2 separate regions of the Mus musculus genome follow, and region 2 is linked to region 1. A link is a contact called in public Hi-C data. All regions are on one chromosome and are shown on one strand. The core of a region is the stretch at or near the end of the contact, and the rest is flanking DNA. Distances in the headings are between cores, read along the strand shown. Region 1 holds the start of Slc23a2 (solute carrier family 23 (nucleobase transporters), member 2). Region 2 has its middle 53 kb from the start of Gm46766.

The links. A called contact is a pair of places that touch in the nucleus more often than the background predicts.
Region 2: a contact with region 1 is called in a Hi-C map of pro-B cells, with 5 times the contacts expected there. The contact joins the enhancer-like site here to the promoter of Slc23a2 in region 1. A contact is called at or near these places in 2 of 484 Hi-C or Micro-C datasets (B cells and pro-B cells) and 2 of 9 other capture datasets (adipose tissue and pancreatic islet).

What each region holds. Positions count from the first base shown.
Region 1 is chr2:132,143,752-132,146,561 of GRCm38.p6, forward strand. Slc23a2 (solute carrier family 23 (nucleobase transporters), member 2) reads right to left here and starts at 1,357. Exons shown (of 16, transcript NM_018824.2): 1 at 1,261-1,357. It overlaps Gm14051 (a long non-coding RNA gene), which reads left to right. Exons shown (of 3, transcript XR_866753.3): 1 at 1-834.
Region 2 is chr2:132,314,775-132,317,721 of GRCm38.p6, forward strand. No RefSeq gene overlaps it. Among named protein-coding and RNA genes, the nearest start is that of Gm46766, 53 kb to the left of the region's middle. Within about 2 kb of position 1,452, at least 30 of the 459 cell types and tissues checked have an H3K27ac peak or open chromatin away from gene starts, as enhancers often do. A contact at or near this core is called in B cells and pro-B cells, where this site is marked.

The sequences.
Region 1 (2,810 bases), core at 107-2,606:
ATGCTCAGGGCCTCCTTTTAACTAACTACCAGGTGTGTCATGAGTGCTAACACGGTGGACAGCCTCAACTGCCCAAAGCTATTAACTTTTGGATGAGCTAAGCATAGAGAGTAGTTCTAAAGTGACCCTGATAAGGTCAACTATAACCCAGCAGAGAATCCTGAACTTCTAAGAGGTGAAGAAGGCCTCTCACAAACTTCACCAGAGTCAAACACCTTAAAGGAGCAGGCCAGCAAAGTCACACAAGATGAAAGGGCAGATGAGAGAAACGGAGCAGGTGAGGCCTCAGCCCAATAGCACTCAAACAAAAAACAGAAAAATTTCAGCCACCTAGCCTAGCCTTCAGAAAGGAGAAAACTGCCTAAGGGAAGTCACATGGCCAGTTAATGACAGCTCAAACCAGGCTGTCTCAGGACTCAGATACCAGATCCTCACATCCCTGGCCGCCTTAGTTCAGAGGACCCAAGCGTCAGAAGGGATAGCATCTTCGCCATCATCCGGTCTCCCAGCACCGCAAAAAGCAGACTAACAGCTACTACAAATGCCCCAACCCCAAGTAGCCTTCAAAAAGCTAACTTTCTTCCCTGTGCACTTGCCCTCACCCCTTGCGCTGAAAATCAGGAGTTTCCCATCAGACCCGCTTAAAGCCCCTCATCCGGAATGAAGGCCGAGTTCCCATAGGCTACACATCTAATGGGACATCTCCGGCCAAACGATGAAGACAATTCTTCACCTTCAAGTTATCACACTCCAATGTCAATTTCTCGGTCAAGAGCGCAGGCAACAAGGCGACCCCGGACCCCTGCGGGGCAGGCCAGCGTGAAAGGTCGCAAGGTTGGTGCAGCGGCATCTAAAATTACTCCGTGTCGCCTTCCGCAAAGAGGGAAGGAAGCCAGACTGGAAACAGCACCGCCATCCCCCGCCCCTCGGGCTGACCCTGAATCCCCGGGCGCGGGGATGCGGGGCGCACCACCTGGGGAGGGGCGCGCAGCAAGCCACGCAGCACGGCGAGCCCACGGTGGCTGTCCCGGGGGCACCCGGCGGGGCGGCAGTGAGCGCCGGGGACGCACGGCCTGACACTGCAGCCGGGGCCGCCGGGCCGCGCGAGCCGGCGTGGGGGCGCAGGCCGCGCCGCGGGTGGGTGACAGCGCGCGGGGGCCGCGCGGGCCGGCCTCGTGGGCTCGGCGAGCAACCGGGGCTGCCGGCAGGTGCTGCCGCGGACCCGGCGTGGGGCGTGGGGCGCGGCGGCCCGGCTCTCACCTGCCTGCAGCTCGCTGGGCTCGCGTCCCGCCGATCGCACCGCTCGCGCCGCAGTGCCTGCCGCCGCCTTGGGTCCCCGCGGCAGCCGCCTGCAAAATGGCGCCGCGGAGGGGCGGGCCGGGGGCGGGAGCCGCGCAGCCGCCCGCCCCGCGCGCCGGCCCCTCCCCGCCCGACCCCCGGCTCCGCCCGCGCGCCCCGGGGCGCCGAGCCGCAGACCCTTCCCCACACACCTGCTCCGGGGGGGCCGCCTAGGATGCTCGACGCTCGCAGGCTCTCCCCTTCAGAGCCTCCTTTCTACCCTGCAGGACCCCAAGCCCTGCAGTAGCTGTGGGGTGACAGCGAGAGGGGTGCAGTGTACCCGGCTCAGTGGGTAACCCGCTTTAAAGCAATTTCGCGGCGTATCCAATTGGGCCGTCAGGCTTCCGAACTCGCTGGGGAAAGAGAGCCTCCTTGCTTATGCTGACGCGGGAGAAGACACACCAGGCTTGATTTCTCTGGGGCGTGTGTTCTGATAGAGCGGGTTTGGGGGCAACCTGCTATTCTGTATTTCTCAAGTGTACCCCCCAAGGAATGCCTGCTGGATGGGCACTTAGGCTGTGAGTCAAAAGGCCGCGTGTCAATAAACACATAGCACTTAGGCCGGGCAGTCTTGCCCAGGGGGGCATCATTAAAACTGGGTACCACCCCCAGCGGTGCTGAAACTGAAGTGTGGCTTCGAAATTTGCATTTCCAGGAAGTTTCTAGGTGATGCTGCAGGCGGTGGTCTAAGATACTAACTTGTAACTAAACCACGTTCTTACCTCCACCAAAACAAACAAAACCCTAATAATTAGCTCTCTCTTCTGTCTTCCATCTTGAAACCACTGTCTTGGTTGTTTTTCTAACCCAGTAATTCCTTTCATCCCCAAGCAACTCCGGAGAGCCATAAAGAATGGTCGACCACAGCTGACCTCATCTTTAAAAACAAAAAGCAGATTTTATTCCTGAATTGTTTATGTTTGGCAGTCTTGAGGACTGGTAGCACACTGATCAATAGAGGCATGCCGTAACCAGCAAAGACGGGCATTTTATAAAGTAGGCTAGTGCGGACGAGCTGAGAGAATCAATATATAATTCTCTAAGTCTCACACTAAAATAAAACCAGTGAGGCTTAGTGGTGCACACCTGTAATCCCGGCATTTTGCAGGCAGAGGCAGGAAGACGATGAATTTGAAGTCAGCCTGGGCTACTTAGACTCCTGTCTCAAAAAAAAAAAAAAAAAAAAAAAAAACCCTAAAAAACAGTAAGTTGAATTGTAAAATCCAGCATACCCTGGAAGACCATAGGTTAGTATTTCATCTTCACTGAAGATGAAGAAAAGAGATGATTCTGTAACCAGCACCAGAGAAGCACACAACTCTTTCTATGCCAGAGTTTCCAGCCACCCTTAAAAACATAATGTGTGTGTTCTGCTCCACAATATGGAACCTTTTGGAATAGAAGGCCTGTTCCAAGATCAAGAACCCCTGATCTTTTCAGTTCATCTCTTTTCTTCATTTCCCCCCATATAT
Region 2 (2,947 bases), core at 202-2,701, 170 kb after region 1:
GGTGCAGACCTTTCACAGTGTGACAAAGGGAGGGACTTCAGCATGTCTGTGTGCTGCCTGTCAAATGGTCACCTGTACTCAGCACAAGCTGTCTGTCTATCTAGCTACCTGCCCATCTGATTTATCTGTATCAGTCACTTTTCTGTTTGTTATGATAAGACACCATGAGAACAGCAACTTGTAGATGAAGAATTCATTTGGGCTTACAGTTGCAGAGGGGTAAGAAAGAGTCCAGGATGGAGGGGCGGCAGCAGGCGGCAGCCATGGTGGCTGGAGCAGAAGCTAATGGCTCACAAGCACAAGGCAGAGACAGGGAATTGGTAATGGTGTGTGGCTTTGAAACCTTTTAGCCCACCGTAGTGACAGACTTCCTCCACTAGGGCCACACCTAAACCGTACTAACCGGGGACCGAGTGTTCAAACATCCGAGTCCATGGTGGGTGGTTCTCATTCAGATCACCACACTGTCCGTCATCTAGTATGTATGTATGTATGTATGTATGTATGTAAGCATGTATGTATCCACCCAACTACATATCAGTTATTTATCTACCTACTTACCTATCATCTACCTATCCACCTACCTATCATCTATTTATCTATCTATTGTCCGACCTATCTATCTAATTATTATTTATCTATGTACGTGCCTACTTAACCTACCTATCATCTGTGTACCCTCTTACCTATCATACATTATCCATCTGCCTGCCTGCCTGCCTACGTTCTTACCTAAAAAGGTATCTGATTCTCCAAAGTAAGAAGACACCCAGAAAGCCAAGTAGAGAGAACCAGAGGGACCTGCTGGGGTGAGAAGTCGGGTTACACGATTGAATTTGGTTAGTGGATAGATGAGTGTTTATAGCAATAAAAGAAGTGTTTTGTTTTGTATGGAGTCCTCGATACACAGAAGAATTCTTGAGAAGTGGCCACCTTTAATCCTGACTATTTGTAAAGGAGAATGGCCTGGGGGTACATGCCAGGTCGTCTATCTCTGAGCTACATTCTCATTTCCTATACGATTTTTATACACATGTACAATTTTATAATATGTGCAATTTTGAGAGGCCCTGTAGTAGATTGGAGAACAAGAAATGCCTCCCTTCTGCCTCTGCCTGCCCCATCTTCCATTTGATGGAAATGCTGTCCCTGGTCTCTGCAGTTTGAGAGGCCTGAGTAAAACTCAGTTCCTATATGCATGCATGAGTGTTACAGCAATTAATGAAAAAAAAAAAAAGACCACACATTTGAAAGAGAGCAAGAGGTGGTATACGGGAGGGTTTGGAGTGAGAAAAGGGAAGGGGAAATGATGTGAGTATCTAAAAAAAACCATAACAGTAATAACAATAAACTCCAAACCAGCCAACCAAATCAAAACTGCAGTACTCTTTGCAGTCAGGCAGTGCTGCCAAAAGCCCAGGAGAGGGCAGCAGTGAACCAGGAGTCAGGCTCAAGCGCTCCAGCTCAGGACACAGTTGAGTAAGATCCAGGCCCAACCTCACTGTTTTCTTCTGCGTTGATGAGACTGCTCAACCACTTAGCCTCCTCTGCATGAAGCAGAGGTAGCTGAGAAAATATGCAAAGCCCTGCTCCAGTTGCTAGCAGCCGATAGTCACTGGCCAGAAGCTTCTGTTTGTCATGGGATCAGCGTGGTCTGAGGAGTGAATGCCTTTCTATGCAAAAGAAAGAACTGGCCTCAGTATTCCAGGGAAATTGGTGCTGTATTGCAACTGTTTGCACCCAGAAGGAATGTTTTGTCTCGGGAACAGAGAGGAGGGCAGGCTATAACTACCAGAGCTGACTTAGCTCAGGCAGCCTAGGGCGCATTAGGATGCCACCTGAACATCTCATGGCCTTGTTCCGATTCCCAGCCAGTGCTGGGCCTCCCTCACAGATCTCCTTGCACACCTGTAGAGGTGGAATGGCTTGTCCTTTCTGTTTCAGTTGGGGGATTGCTGACTGGCTGTGTGGCACTGGGCAGGTTACTAGCCCTGTCTGTGCTACCCCTTCTTCAGTGTAAAATGAGTAATGCAGTGTCTACCTGCATTAGTTATATTTCCTCATGGTATAATGCAGAGGCTCTCAACCTCCCTACTGCTGTGACCCTGTAATACAGTTCCTCATTGTGGTGGTTTGAAGAGGTTTGGATCCATAGATTCATGTGTTTCAATATTTGGCCAAGAGATTGGCACTATTAAGAGGTATGGCCTTGGGCTGGAGAGATGGCTCAGCGGTTAAGAGCACTGACTGTTCTTCCAGAGGTCCTGAATTCAATTCCCAGCAACTACATGGTGGCTCACAACCATCTGTAAAGGGATCTGATGCCCTCTTCTGGTGTGTCTAAAGATGGCTACAGTTTATTCGTCATATATATATATATATATATATATATATATATATAAAATAAAAATTAAAAAAAAGAGAGGTATGGCCTTAGCCAGGCAGTGGTGGCACACGACTTTAATCCTAGCACTTAGGAGGCAAAGGCAGGCAGATTTCTGAGTTCAAGACCAGCCTGGTCTACAGAGTGAGTTCCAGGACAGCCAGGGTTTATACAGAGAAATCTGTCTCAAAAAAAAAAAAAAAAAAAAAAAAAAGGTGTGGCCTTGTTGGAGTGGGTGTGGCCTTGCTGGTGGAAGTGTGTCACAGTATAGACAGTCTTTGAGGTCTCATAAATAAGTTCAAGCTACACCCAGTGCACAACAGAGTCTCCCCTGGCTGCCTGAGGAAGACAGTCTCTTCTACTGCCTTCTGATGAAGATGTAGAACTCTCAGCTCCTCCAGCACCAAGTTTGCCTGCATGCTGCCATGCTTCCTACCATGATGATAGTGAACTAAACTTCTGAGACTGTAAGCCAGCCCCAGTTAAATGTTTGCTTTTGTCTAACTAAGGAAGTGAAAGATCTGTATGACAAGAACTTCATGTCTCTGAAGAAAGAAATTAAAG